Regions from separate parts of the Mus musculus genome. Here regions 2, 3, 4 and 5 are each linked to region 1. Evidence: chromatin contacts called from public Hi-C, HiCAR-type, Micro-C and promoter capture Hi-C data. All regions are on one chromosome and are shown on one strand. Each heading gives the region's core, a stretch centred on a gene start, on an enhancer-like site or on the middle of the called end of the contact. The rest is flanking DNA. Distances are from core to core; before and after follow the strand shown.

Region 1 (2,667 bases), core at 75-2,574:
TAGATAAAGTTTGTGGATGGGTCAGGTTGTGGATGTGAGAGGAATGAGAATAGCATCCTCTTGCCATCTCTTATACATAGCTTGGAACTCTGGACTCAATATTTAGCATTAGGGTTGTTTTCCTTAGTTCTCTTAATTACCAGAATTTGGGCTTAGTTGATCCATTTTTTTGTGTGTGTGCTGGCTCGGACCTTACCATACGTATTATAGAACATTTTATAATGAAAAGACATGACCTGATTTTCAAACCATTGACTTTAAAAGAAACTTCTGAAATATCACTTAGTTGGGTGTGGTTAATCTGGCAGGAGACCTGGTCACCATACAATGGATTATGTATTGAGCTGAACACATGTATAGAGTATAGATTTCATCCATCAATTAAATTTAATCATATTCCATTCAAAAATCACTTGCTGGCTTCCATTCAAATATACCAAACTGTTGTAAAGGGGAGTTGGAAGAGTAAGATGATGGTGCATACGTCAAAGATAAGCGTGCGTTTGTGCATGCTCTCTCTCTCTGTGTCTCTGTCTCTGTCTCTCTGTCTCTCTCTCTCCTTAAAAGGTCATCATGAAGAAAGGCTATCCTATGAACCAGAACCGAGGGGGGAGTGCTGTGTGACCTGTTCTAAACCTCACTTCTTTCCCTTCACAATTAGGAGAATGAAAGGGAAACTGAGTCCCTGACAGGCTCAAAGATAACAGGCAAGGGCAACCCTGCCTTAGGTCATTGCACCAACTGTAGTCCTGAACCTTCAACATTCAAGGGATCATTCTAATTTTCAGAGCTTTTGTGCAGCTCTTATGCAGTAATTTATATGGCACCTTGCTTTGTGTCAGAAGGAGCAAAGAATCCCGGACTCCTATTAACTCTTATTTTCTACTTGATAGTTAGCACATGTGATTGAATGACAGGAACAGTTCTTGCAGAGTTCCTCTGATTAGTAGCTCCACCAAGATGCCCACTCTTCCCACAGGGACCACTCTGCATCTGAGGACTGAGTGCCGCTTGTTTACAAGACACCAGAGAAATTCCTGCTCTGGTTGGACCAGTGATCTGGTGTCCTCTCTGAAAGTGTAGCGAGAGCTGCAGCAGAAGCCAAGGATGTGAAGAGGGACAGTTGGGGGCAGGGTCTCTTGAAGGGCCCCGGGCTCGGGTGTCCTACTCTAATCCAGCCCTGTGCGTTAGCGGAGTCCACAAAACTGTAGGGGCGTGGTGACTGAGCTCGTCATTGCAAGAGAGGCGGGCGTACCTATCTGCTGGCCAATCCCTAGCCTTAGCTGCAGTCTTATGAATAAACAACAAAGCCAAGCGCCCTCCCTCTAGCATCCCAGACAGCCAAGGGAGTGTAGGCGGCCTCTACGTGAGTCGTGGCAGGGATGGCTGGCACTGGCGCTGCCACTTTCCTTCGCGCTCAGCTGTGCTGAATGCTCCAGGTGAGGACAAGCCCGGCTTCTGCAGACCTGGCGAGAGGCAGGGGTGGGGCGGGATTCCAAGGCTGCGCGGGCTTGCTCTGTGAGTGGGGCAGCCCTAGGGTGGAGCTCCCTGCACCCTCCCGGAACACAGTACCCAGGCTCTGACTGAGCAGGGACAGCTCCGTGAGCCCTGGAGGAATCTTGCAGGCCGGGGAAAGGCTTTCAGCACTACTTGGTCCAACCCAGCCTTGCTGCTCAGCACCTGGGAGCAACCTTTGTACAGGAAGAGCTTCCTGGCTGACTGCTTTTGTGTGGACTTGCTCCTTTTGCTCCCCTCCCCTTACAGTTCAACCTTGTGGAAGATAAGTTCCTCAAGACCGTGGTTCATTTTCAAAGCTTGGGTCCCAGTGTTCCTGTACCACTAAGAGCTAGCAATGGAGGAGCGAATGCGCACTGCTGTGGCCTCCCCAAAGGGTCCTGCTACTTTACAGAAAACAAAAACAAAAATAGTTGAATGTTTGATGCAGGAATGTCAGGGAGCCTTCTTGCTCTCCTGGGTACCCCAGGACAAATGAAGGACACTCCCTGGGAACTTAACCTAATTAGAAAAAAAAAAAAACGAACTAGGGGTCAAGCTGGGAGAAAACTCTGCAGCGCTTGGCACTCAAGCAAGGCACAGAGCACAGTTTTGAGGCACTGAGACCTAGCATGTGTGTCCTGGTCACTGACAGAGGCCGGCCAATATAGATTCTAATCTTGTGGAAACTAGAACCCTGGCTAAACTAGGGAGCAGCCAAAGAATTCAGGGCTCTCCAAGATGAGACATTCTTTCCTCTCCTTAGAACGAAAACTTGGGTACCAAATTAAAGTGCAGCTCTCTTGTGGAATATAGCAAAGAAGGCTTCTTCAAGTGTCTGCAATGTTTTTTTCTTTGCAAGTTTTCCTTTGAAACCTAAGAGGATTTCAGAGAAGATTAGAAAACCACCCACAGAGTTCTGAAAGAGCTCTTCACTGAGGACCAATACGTGGTCAGAAATTGCATGCCTCCCCCTTCTTTTTGTGTTTTTATTGATGTGAAGTCTATTAAGCCCCTGTGTGTCTCCTTCAGCTAAGCATCTTCTGAGCAGGCAGCTGAAGTCAGCAAATCCTTAGCATCATTCACTAAGAGTCGGAGTCCAGAGGGAGGCTTTGCAGGGTCAGAATGCTGCTCCTATTGTTCAGGGTTATAAAGCCAGCCTGGTTTGCTCTT
Region 2 (2,667 bases), core at 95-2,594, 510 kb after region 1:
GTTCTTTATAATTGCTAAAGGTACTCCAGAAATATTAATAGGAAAGGAGCCTATATTTATGACTTTCCACTGTTTTCTGAGGGTCCCAGGAGAATTTCCTGAGTTGACATTGGAGTTGAGATTTGTCTCCACTGTGAGAGCCAAGCTAGAGATTACTCAGAAGAGAGCTCCAACCAGGCTATGTTGTCTAGGAACCTCCTCCTAGACTCTGATAGCAAGTGTCACAACCACAAGCTGGGACAGGTGGGCAGTTGGTGAGGTCTAACTCAACTTCACACCCTGTTCCAATCTGGTGTGCTCACAGACTTGGTTGTTTTTAACAAAATTTCAATCATTTGATTTTACCAATGAAGACTCAGGAGCCAGATGCTGGAGTGAAAGCCTACTAGCTCAGAGAGGCAGAGCAAGTACCCAGCTGACCTTCCCCCCTCAAATGACATCCAAGAAGGAATGTCCTCTCTCTCACACACACACAGTCTCAAAAGAGCCTCCTTTAAACTGAATGCCCCCCTCCTTCTATTTCCTGTAGTCTCTCTATCCATCCTCCTAACTCCTTCTTACTCTCTATGTTTTTTTTTTCCTTAATAATCCTAGTTCATTTCCTGTCAACTGGTTGCTTGCTCTGCCTTCATAGTTGACTGTGGTTGACCTATGGCTTACTTTCGAGGTCTACAAAGTGAGTTCCAGGACAGCCAGGGCTATACAGAGAAACCCTGTCTTGAAAAAAGAAAATAATAATAGTAATAATAATAATGTTTACAATACTCAAGCAGAAACCTCTTGGATTAAAGGTGTGTGCTCAGGCTGAGCAGCACCACAACTAAAATCAGATTTTTCCAGTAAATATCACAATCTTGGGGTTCACAGTGTGATCAAATATCCTGCAACATTCTTATAAACACCTAATTACCCCATACAATAGAAATAAATAAAACCTAAAATCCAGACTACAAGGGGACAATTTCTAAAGCTTCAGGCCATGTGCCTACATCAGATCATATAAATCACACGGGGTACCTATCACCTCCACAGGCCCAGGAAATAAGAAGAGTGGATTACAAGGCCTGCATTCGATAGCATACATAAGCTTTACCTTGTCCCAGGCCTTAGAAAAAAACAAGTTGCTCCTATTGAGAAAAGAAGGATGCTGGATATTTCCTGTAACAATCATTCTTTGTTCCCAAGATAGAATATCAAAAACTCATTGGGTGGGGTACTGGAAGCACCTGATCACTACATGCAGTTAACTTGCATTTGTGTGCAAATCTCGTGTGCCCCCACCCCCACCTCATCCTAGTGCTTGCAGCCATTCCTATTTACATTTCCCAACTAAGTGCATTCTCCATGACCCAGTAACCACGCACAGCCTTTGTTAAAGCAAGATCCTGTTGCTTCACTTCCTGAGAGTCACCCCAGGAAAGTAAATTTGCAAATCATAGAAGCAGTTGATGTATTATCAATGCCATGTATGTATATGGTGATTGGAGAAGAAGTGTTAGGCTGAAAACCTAACTGAATGATAATCTCGCAGGCAAAGAGGGATGCCTCAGGGAGGTACCTGGGGCACCAAAAACTGGGAGGCACTAAAGCTGATACAGTTAGGGGTGCTCACAGTTCAGCATTGTAAAGTACTACAGAACATGAAGGGAAAACAAATTTGAGAGAAACAGGAGGTTGTGCTGGGGATCAGTGAAAAATAAGGGCTGTCGTGCAAGGTTGAGCAAGACAATTTGAGCAGGACACTAGATTGGATCTGGGTTCTAAGGCTTTGAGTGCCAGACACAGTGGTCCCTTCCCTGCATTATCTAACTGAGGATGAGTGAGTTCCTTAGGTTGTAGTGACCTCTTATTAGAGCTCTATAAAAAGCATAGGGTTTTTTCCTGTTTTTCTTTCAAAGTATATATCAAAGTATATTTTGGACCAGTAGATATCTAAGATATACAGTTGGATATACTGGATACAGATCAGAATCATGTAGCAAGCTAAAAAGGAAAGAAACACAGTGTCCTCTTATCTCGTCCATGGAATTTTTAACTACAGTGGAAATAAACTGAAGAATAACAACATGTAACTTCTTCTAGTGGCTGGATTTTGAATGCAAATATATTTTGAAATGATGGATCTGTGCTGGATAGTTTTATGTCAACTCAACACAAGCTATAGTCATCTGACAAGAAGTAACCTCAATGAAGAAAATGCCTCCATGGTACTCAAATCCTGCCAGGAGAGAGCTGGTCTCCCAGGAGTGCTGACACACCTGAGAGCACAGGTAAGATCATCACTGCTGCTTAAATACCTGGCCCAGAAGGGACCTGCCCAGAGCCCTCCGGACACAGGAACCAAGGAGCAGCCTGCTTATGGTTTCCATCTGTGCCCCAGAGCAGATGCTCTGCCAAGCTCTCCATACCCAAATGCCACCCAGAGAGAGCTGGTCTCCACGGAGTGCTGACACGCAGGATTACAGGAGGGACAAGCCAAGGTCAGAGACAGCAAGACCAGCTAACACCAGAGTTAACCAGATGGCAAGAGACACGGACAAGAACATAAGCAACAGAAACCAAGGCTGCTTGGCATCATCAGAACCCATTTCTCCCACCACAGTGAGCCCTGAATACCCCAATACACCAGAAGAGCAAGACTCTGATTTAAAATCACATCTCATGATG
Region 3 (2,667 bases), core at 48-2,547, 490 kb after region 1:
AACATTGCTCTTGCCTCATTAAATTATTGTCAATTGTGGTAATCAATGACTAACCTTCTAAGCTTGACATATTATATACATGACATTTAAAATTGCATTTTGATATCTTTAAGCAATGAGTTGTTTTGCTCTTTTGGATGGTTCATTTTGAAAAATAGTATCCTCTATCCTAAAAACTACTTGTTCAATGTACAGTAGACCTTCATAACTAGCTCAGCCTATATGGATCCCCATAATTAGCTCAGCCTATTTGAAGAAAATATTTCTACTGTGTTATTCACTCATTTGCTCGCTTACCCCTATTGTTGCTTGAAAGTGGTTTTCTTTGACATTGCTACTCATTGGTCCCTACTTGACTCTGGGACAGCATTGTGGGTTTGGAATTTCTGTAATCTTAAAAATAGTTCACATCTTATAAGAAGAGGAGTGGATACACAGACATGCAGGAAAGAGACTGGATTGCAGGAGCTTACAGGTAAGTTGTTGCCCTGACACAATTAAAGCAACAGCTTCAAACTTTATTTAGATTACTTTTAGGATTATAAGGCCCACCCCTGCCTTTGATTCTGCTACCTATATAAAGAAGGACAATGCCTTTCATAGATGCCTCTCATGGTCATCTTGAGAATCAAAGGGGGTGCTGCACTTTGGTCACTGGGAAAATAGGGGTGTCTATGTGTTGTTGTGCCTCGATGGGCCAGCTGCATCTAGGTCTTGGAGGACACTAGAGGAAGTAAAACTGGTCCCTGCTCAATGGTCAAAAGCATCTTGCTGAGATATAGTTGTAGAAACATTGCTCATTTCCAGAGTCCCAGAGGCAATGGTTTCGGTGAGTTACTGAGTGTCCAATATAGTTCAGGAATAAGAGCACCCATGTGTGAATGCAGCATACATTTCTTACAGAGCTGATACTAACAAATTGTAGCCTCTCCCTGGCCCTCACCTTCAAATTCAGCAATGTAAGATAGGACTAATTGTCACCTCAAATTGCTGAAAATTAAAATAACATGTTGTGATTTTAATAAGACTCATAAGCAATAACCCTGCTAGGGCTTGTCTGTCTCCTTTAGGCACTTGTCTAGAGCCTTTGCACACAACTTTGCTTCTAGGCGTGTCCTTTGACCATGGGACTCATAGTGCCCTTACAAAGCCACATAGCCTGGTGCTGAGGAGAGAATCTGAGAATCTTACCCAAAATAAACTAGAGACAAAAAAAAAAAAGCTGGCATGGGCAAAGTTGGAAGAAGCAGAGCAGGCTCCTGCAGCATCCATGCCTGGTCCCCTTGGCACTTTGAGTCATAGCATTCATGCCCAGCCAGTGGAACTAATTGCCTGACAAAAAGACAGACTAGCAACTTCGGCTCTGAAATTAAAATCCCTTCAACCACGTCCTGATCTCCTCACGAACAGATTACAGGAGAATCAATTTTGCTCATCCAGGGTTTGCATGCCTGTTAATTTCTTGCAGGCAGTTTGTCAAGATACAGAGGACGAATGACTAGGAGAAGGGCAATGTCTGAGATAAAAGAGTAAATAATATGACTAGCAGAGCATGAGAATATCCTGATACTTAAGTACAAATCCTCTTTCTTGCTGATCCATAAACCCCTGTCAGAAACACAAAGTGTCTCTGATACAGGCCCTGCAGTTTATCTCTGGCAGCTAAAGTGAGAAGGCTCTATTAACTGTGGTTCTGGTTATTCCCATGAATTTCCTCCTGCATCCCTGTGGCAACTGGAAGGGAAGTAAAAAGAAAGAGGGTTCTTTGTGGTATAGGATGTCAGTGCCAAGATCCCAGAGACAAAAGGAAGACATACTTTAACACAGGTAGGTAGCATGTCCCCCTGTGTGTGCTACCAGAACAAAGGCAACTTGCTGGAGACAGGAACTCGGGATCCTTCCCAAGTCTAAGGAGTTATAAGAGCAAGGATCCTCACCTCAGCTCTAAGGGACAGACTGCAGCAACTGTTCTAAGAGCCCTGGCAAGATTTCCAAAATAGCGTGAGCTTAGTCTATTTATTCTGGAAGAATACATCCAGAGACTCTGTGGATCTGAAGGCACATGGTCCTAAACACTAGGCACAAACTAGCCACATATACATCTAGAAATGTGCCAAGGACAAACTGAAATGTGTTATGTGAAATATATTGGGTTTGAAAGGCTTGGTGTTTTTTCAAATAAGAACGTAAAATGGTTTGTATTGGCTTTATACTCGTTAGACATTAAGAGTGTTCTTTTAATATAGTGGGTTAAGTGAAATGTATTTTGAAAGCAACTTCATCTGTGTATTTTTTACTTTTATTTTCATAGTTTAGTGATGAGGATTGGATCCACGGCCTTACACACGCTAGGTAAGTGCTCTACTACTGAGCCTGCATGACCACTCAGCTGCACTACCACTAAGCTACATCCCCAGCCCTGTTCCTTTTGTTGAGTGTAGCAACTAGAAATTCTCGTCACATAAATGTCTATCGCTAACACTATATTCCTGTTGGCTAGCACTGCTCTATCAGGTTAAGAATCATTTACGTCAAGGATGTCTTATAATGAAATATCTAACTCTGGTGAGGGCTTCATTCCTGGTTTATAAAAGGTGTCTTTTCAGTGTGCTCTTAAGTGGTAGAAAAGGTGAGTAAATCTTCCTGGGCCTCAGACTAGTTTATGAA
Region 4 (2,667 bases), core at 52-2,551, 420 kb after region 1:
TTCCCTTTATTCTAGGGCTTTCAGGTGTGCTATTAAGTTGCTAGTATGAAACCACTTCAAATTTTTTAATGTAAGTATTTAGTGCTATGAACTTTCCTCTTAGCAAAGCTTGCATTGTGTCCCATTACTGTAGCTATGCTGTGTACTCATCTTTATTTAATTCTAGAAGTTTTTAATTTCTTTCTTTATTTCTGTCTTAACATATTTTTCCTTCAGTAGAGGACTATTCAGTTTCCACACATTTGTTAGCTTTCTGTTGTTTCTGTTGCTAGTGATATCCAGCTATAATCTCTGGTGGTCAGGATGCTGGGACTTAATTTCAATTTTCTTATATATGTTGGGACTTTGTGATTGAGTATGTGGTCAATTTTGAGGAAAGTTCCATGAGGTTCAAAAAAGAAAGTATATTCTTTTGTGTTTGGGTAAAATGTTCTATAAACATCTGTTAGGTCCATTAGGTCAAACACACACATACATACACACACATACACACACACACACACACACACACACACACACACACACACACACCTTTCCATTACCACCACCACCACCACTAACAACAACAACAGCATAAGAATTAACAACCATTGGGAATTGATTTCTCTCAATATCAGTGGTTTCAATTTTCCAACAAAAAGAAACAGGCTAACAGTGTAAGACTCTGACAAGCCTTAACTTACTGGGGACCCCCTGAGTGAACAATGCAGAGTCAGGAACTGATGCAAAAGCCAGTCAGTTAGCTCCAGCATTTCTCTGTTTAGTTTTTGTCTACATGACCTGACCCTTGGTGAGAGTGGAGTTTTGAAATCTTCCACTCTCAGTGTGCAAGGGTCAATATGTGACTTAAGCTACAGTAGCACCTCTTTTATAAACTTGAGTGCCCTTTGAGCATGGATGTTAAGAATTAAAATGTCTTCTTGGTGAATCCTTTTCTTTGGTGTATATGTAGTGTCCTTCCCCATACCTTCTGATTAGTTTTGGTCTGAAGTCTATTTTCTTTTCCTTTTTTAGGTATTAAAATGGCCATACCATCTTGCTTCTTAGGTCCATTTGTTTGGTATATCTTTTCCAACTCTTTACCCTGGTGTAATGTCTATCCATGATGCTGAGGTGTGTTTCTTGGATATAGGAGAGGATGGATTCTGGCTTTGCATCCATTCTGTTGAAGAGGTCAGTGCAGGACCTTTGGAAAATTCCACCAGACCCCTCCCTTCCTGGAAGAGAAAGGTCATGGAGATTTAGGCACCGCTACCCTTCAGAAGGGAGAGGCCAATTACATTCCTCAGACTACAGGGGGCAGAGGGGACTGACCAACTGCCACCTGAGGGTGGGGGAGGCCCAGGGCACGAAGACACATTCCACAGGGTGGACACCTGCAGACAAGGGAAGTCCTTGCCACCTCATTCCCTAAAAGTCACATTTTTTTCTGCCAATCACATTGTGCCTAATGGCTGCTGCTCTGAAAACTGTATAAAAACTCTCTGAATGGACCACACCTGGTCATTCTCTCTCCTTTGTGTGCAGGACAACCCCAGCATGCTGGAACAATGAAATTCCTCTTGCTTTTGCACCAGTTCCCGACTCTGCATTGTTCACTCAGGGGGTCCCCAGTAAGTTAAGGTTTGTCAGAGTCTTACGCTGTTAGCCTGTTTCTTTCTGTTGGAAAATTGAGACCACTGATATTGAGAGAAATCAATTCCCAATGGTTGTTAATTCTTATGTTGTTGTTATTGTTGTTGTTGTTAGTGGTGGTGGTGGTGGTGGTGGTGGTGGTAGTAATGGTGAGGTGTGTGTGCGTGTGTGTGTGTGTGTGTGTGTGTGTGTGTGTGTGTGTGTGTGTGTCTTCTTTTGGTTTAGCTAGTATGAGATTATTTATTTCCTATATTTTATGGGTGTAGCTTACCTCCGTACATTAGTGTTTTCCTTCTAGTGCTTTCTGTAGAGCTGGATTTGAAGACATATATTGTCTAAACTTGACTGCATCATAGAAGATCATATTTTCTTCATTTATGGTGATTAAAAGCTTTGCTTGGTATAGTAGTCTGGGCTGGTATCTGTGGGCTTTTAGAGCCTGTAGCACATATTGTCCAGGCCTTTCTGGTTTTTAGTCTCCCAATTGGGAAACCAGGTGTAATCCTAATACGTATGTATTTTTATGTTACTTGATCTTTTTCCCTTGCAGTTTTTTTTTTACCCTCAACACAATATTTTTAATAACTACTTGGGAATTTCATACAATGCATGCTAATCACACTAACTTTCCATTTCTCCCAGGTCTACCCTTCCACCCTTGTGCTCTCCCCACCAAGTCCAATTTGTGTTGCCCATGTACTCATTGAAGCCTGGTCAAACTCCCAGTGACCAATCCCTTTTAGGAAAATTGAGTCCTTCCCCACCCCCAAGAGAAGTCATTAACTGTGAAGTCTATACTTCAGCATCTTTATCACAATTTTTAAGGAGTCTTAATAACCTGTCTAGACTGTTTTTTCCCTTGGATGGGGGTCTGGAGGAGGTTGTCACATAAGCCTTCGATGTCTCTCACTCTCAGTTATAAGTCTGCCGTCATCAATACCACTGCAAAAGAAGTTTCCTTGCCCATAGCAGCCAGCAACAGCAGAGATTATATACCTCCACATGATTTCTAATAGCAACAATGACTGTGGA
Region 5 (2,667 bases), core at 52-2,551, 260 kb after region 1:
GTGTGAAGGCTGCTCACCCTGATCACAGAGCTTCTAGAATGTTCTGCATAGATAATAAGTCTTTCTGTAGCCGGGCAGTGGTGACGCTTTAATCCCAGCACTTGGGAGACAGAGGCAGGCTGATTTCTGAGTTTGAGGCCAGCTTGGTCTACAGAGAGAGTTCCAGGACAGCCAGGGCTACACAGAGAAACCCTGTCTCCAGAAAAAAAAAACAAAAAAACAAAAAAAAACAAAAACAAAAACAAAACAAAACAAAAAAAACAAAAAACAAAACAAAACAAAAAACAAAAGGAAAAAAAAGTGTTTCTCTTTGGTCTTTGGACTTTGGCAATAGCTCGTATGCTCAGATACAGTTTGAAAGCCCTTACTTCTTATGTGTTTTACAATAAAGAAGAAAATATTTTTTCTTAGATTGTGGGATATTTAGAATTAGACAAATGAATATGCTGTGCTCAGATGTATGGTCCTACCCTTTGTTGTGTTTATTGGAAGGTAGGGGTCCCATGTAGACTATCAGACACAGGACTTAAACTCTTAAAATCTCTGCATTCACTAGGGTAATTATAATCCACACACCACCTGATCGAGATTCTTCTTCTTCTTCTTCTTCTTCTTCTTCTTCTTCTTCTTCTTCTTCTTCTTCTTCTTCTTCTTCTTCTTCTTCTTCTTCTTCTTCTTCTTCTTCTCCTCTTCTTCTTCCTCTTCTCCTCCTTCTTCTTCTTCTTCTTCTTCTTCTTCTTCCTTCTTCTTCTTCTTCTTCTTCTTCTTCTTCTTCTTCTTCTTCTTCTTCTCCTCCTCCTCCTCCTCCTCCTCCTCCTCCTCCTCCTCCTCCTCCTCTTCCTCCTCCTCCTCCTCCCCTCCTCCTCCTCTTCCTCCTCCTCCTCCTTCTCAGTTGGTAAAAGGAGAAAAAGGATCCTTGGATGTCTAGACAAGTTGCAACGAGTAATGCCTGTGAATGCTTTCCATATCCATACACCCAAGGTGGAATGGGCAGGAGCCTGGAACGAATGCAGGGTAGAAGTGCTAAACTGCAGTGTGCATCTTTTGAATTGCTAACCCCTAGTTCTGTGTGAGTGTCTCCCACCCACAGCAGTTCACCTTGAGCATCTAGCCACCGTCCTTCCCTCAAGTGGGCTTGGGGGTGTCTACTTTTGGCACAAGGGTTAACGGTGAAAGTCAGAGACCAGGTGGGGCGCCCACAAGCGTCCCAGACCTGGGTGGGCGTCGGAGGTGAGGGGGCGCTGTTCGGGCAGCAGTGAGCTGGTGGCGGGCGGGTGAGCTGCCAGGCTGACAGAAAGGCCGGCCAGAGTGGGGGCCGCTCCGCTGCCGCTGCCGTTGCCGCCGCCGCTGTGATGCGAAGCCAGAGCTGCGCCCAGCGGTGGAATCAGAGCTGGGGCGCGGGAGCACGAGCTGCAACATCAGCACCAGCGGCGGCGGCGGCGGCGGCGGTACCTGCAGTAGCTCCCGGGCCCCGCGCTTTGCTCTACGCCCCGCGGCTCCGGGAGCCGCCGCCCCGCGTTCTCTATGGATGTCAAGGCGGCCCCCAACGGGGTGGCCACCATCGAGGACCGGATCCTGCGGATTACTGGCTACTATGGCTATTACCCGGGTTACTCCAGCCAGAAAAGTAAGACGCCGCGAGGCGGTCCTGAGCGAACTGCGGGTGGGAGATGGGAGCTCAGGAGCACAGGGGCACAGGGAGACAGGGGGCAGGGGTGCGGTGCCAGAAGGCGCGCGGTGGGACACCTGCAGCATTGTCTGCTCCCTCACAAACACTGCCCTGGCCTCCAGGACCTCAGGGAGTAAAGTATGTCCGATGTCCGCTGTCCTCGGTGCTGAACCTCGAGGCAGCCATTGGGGCTGGGCGCTTGAACCCAGGAGTTTGGGGACAGTCTCAGTCTTGGAGGTAGAGGCGTGTAGAGGACAGGGCAAGCGCTCCTGATTGTCGTCGGTCAGCCTACCGGAGGCTGATTTATGCCTGGAGGATGCTAACATGGCTGTTCCACTAGCTGACCATCAGCCCTTGGGATACCCACTCAGAAAGCTTGACTCTGTGTCAGGGTGCTTACCCCACGCTGGGGATGAAGACTGTGGGGGACATTAGTTGGTTGAGGTTAGACTGGCTGGGTGGGTCAGCTTGTTCACCAGGGGTTGTTGAAATGTTGCCAGCACGATAATTGTTCATGATAAAACATCCTTAGAAGGTTCTCTACCCCCTGAGCAGTGAAAAGAACCTGCTTAAGTGGCTGAATTGCGGAGCTACCTACACCCTCCACACAACGCGGCCACCTCTGAGCTGCTGGATTTCAGCTTTATTCTGGCTAGATTACGCCAGTCTGCATAGTTGCTCTCAGGTTTTGGAAGCAGTTTCATCCACTACCGCTTCCTACACACACACACACACACACACACACACACACACACACACACACACACACACACACACACACACCGTGTTGCTGGGGATGCAGTGAGGGTCTCTATGTTTCTAGTCTCCACATTCTGTTTCCCTGACACACAAACCCCCCACTGTATCTGCTAGGATTAGTTCTGCTAAGCACCAAAGTGAAGCCTGTTTGGTTTGGTTTTTTTATTATTTTTTTTATTTTTTTGGTTTGTTGTTGTTTGTTCGTTTGTTTGATTCCTTAATCTGAACTAGGAGAGTAG

The links. Promoter capture Hi-C pulls out the DNA fragments that hold promoters and counts their contacts. A called contact is a pair of places that touch in the nucleus more often than the background predicts. HiCAR-type assays count read pairs that join an accessible place to other places.
Region 2: a promoter capture Hi-C map of embryonic stem cells shows a contact between it and region 1, with 4 times the contacts expected there. The contact joins the enhancer-like site here to the promoter of Armh4 in region 1. A contact is called at or near these places in 11 of 39 promoter capture datasets (the 3T3-L1 cell line, 3T3-L1-derived adipocytes, the HPC-7 cell line and 7 more) and 1 of 115 datasets of contacts at active chromatin or transcription factors (embryonic stem cells).
Region 3: a Hi-C map of the N1E-115 cell line shows a contact between it and region 1, with 2.4 times the contacts expected there. The contact joins the enhancer-like site here to the promoter of Armh4 in region 1. A contact is called at or near these places in 10 of 39 promoter capture datasets (the 3T3-L1 cell line, 3T3-L1-derived adipocytes, the C10 cell line and 6 more) and 1 of 484 Hi-C or Micro-C datasets (the N1E-115 cell line).
Region 4: a contact with region 1 is called in a HiCAR-type map of embryonic stem cells, with 4 times the contacts expected there. The contact joins the enhancer-like site here to the promoter of Armh4 in region 1. A contact is called at or near these places in 12 of 39 promoter capture datasets (the 3T3-L1 cell line, 3T3-L1-derived adipocytes, the C10 cell line and 7 more), 1 of 115 datasets of contacts at active chromatin or transcription factors (embryonic stem cells) and 1 of 9 other capture datasets (adipose tissue).
Region 5: a contact with region 1 is called in a Micro-C map of embryonic stem cells, with 4 times the contacts expected there. The contact joins the promoter of Slc35f4 here to the promoter of Armh4 in region 1. A contact is called at or near these places in 8 of 39 promoter capture datasets (cranial neural crest, epiblast stem cells, hippocampal neurons and 4 more), 2 of 484 Hi-C or Micro-C datasets (both in embryonic stem cells) and 1 of 9 other capture datasets (liver).

The regions. Positions count from the first base shown.
Region 1 is chr14:49,782,040-49,784,706 of GRCm38.p6, reverse strand. Armh4 (armadillo-like helical domain containing 4) reads left to right here and starts at 1,324. Exons shown (of 8, transcript NM_026142.5): 1 at 1,324-1,439. The coding sequence starts at 1,431.
Region 2 is chr14:49,274,223-49,276,889 of GRCm38.p6, reverse strand. No RefSeq gene overlaps it. Among named protein-coding and RNA genes, the nearest start is that of ccdc198, 30 kb to the right of the region's middle. Within about 2 kb of position 1,344, at least 5 of the 459 cell types and tissues checked have an H3K27ac peak or open chromatin away from gene starts, as enhancers often do. A contact at or near this core is called in embryonic stem cells, where this site is marked.
Region 3 is chr14:49,292,896-49,295,562 of GRCm38.p6, reverse strand. No RefSeq gene overlaps it. Among named protein-coding and RNA genes, the nearest start is that of ccdc198, 49 kb to the right of the region's middle. Within about 2 kb of position 1,297, at least 21 of the 459 cell types and tissues checked have an H3K27ac peak or open chromatin away from gene starts, as enhancers often do. A contact at or near this core is called in the N1E-115 cell line, where this site is marked.
Region 4 is chr14:49,361,020-49,363,686 of GRCm38.p6, reverse strand. The region is part of intron 1 of Slc35f4 (solute carrier family 35, member F4); the gene reads left to right. Among named protein-coding and RNA genes, the nearest start is that of Gm52146, 24 kb to the left of the region's middle. Within about 2 kb of position 1,301, at least 6 of the 459 cell types and tissues checked have an H3K27ac peak or open chromatin away from gene starts, as enhancers often do. A contact at or near this core is called in embryonic stem cells and stem cell-derived epiblast-like cells, where this site is marked.
Region 5 is chr14:49,524,471-49,527,137 of GRCm38.p6, reverse strand. It overlaps Slc35f4 (solute carrier family 35, member F4), which reads left to right and starts at 1,301. Exons shown (of 8, transcript NM_029238.2): 1 at 1,301-1,627. The coding sequence starts at 1,525.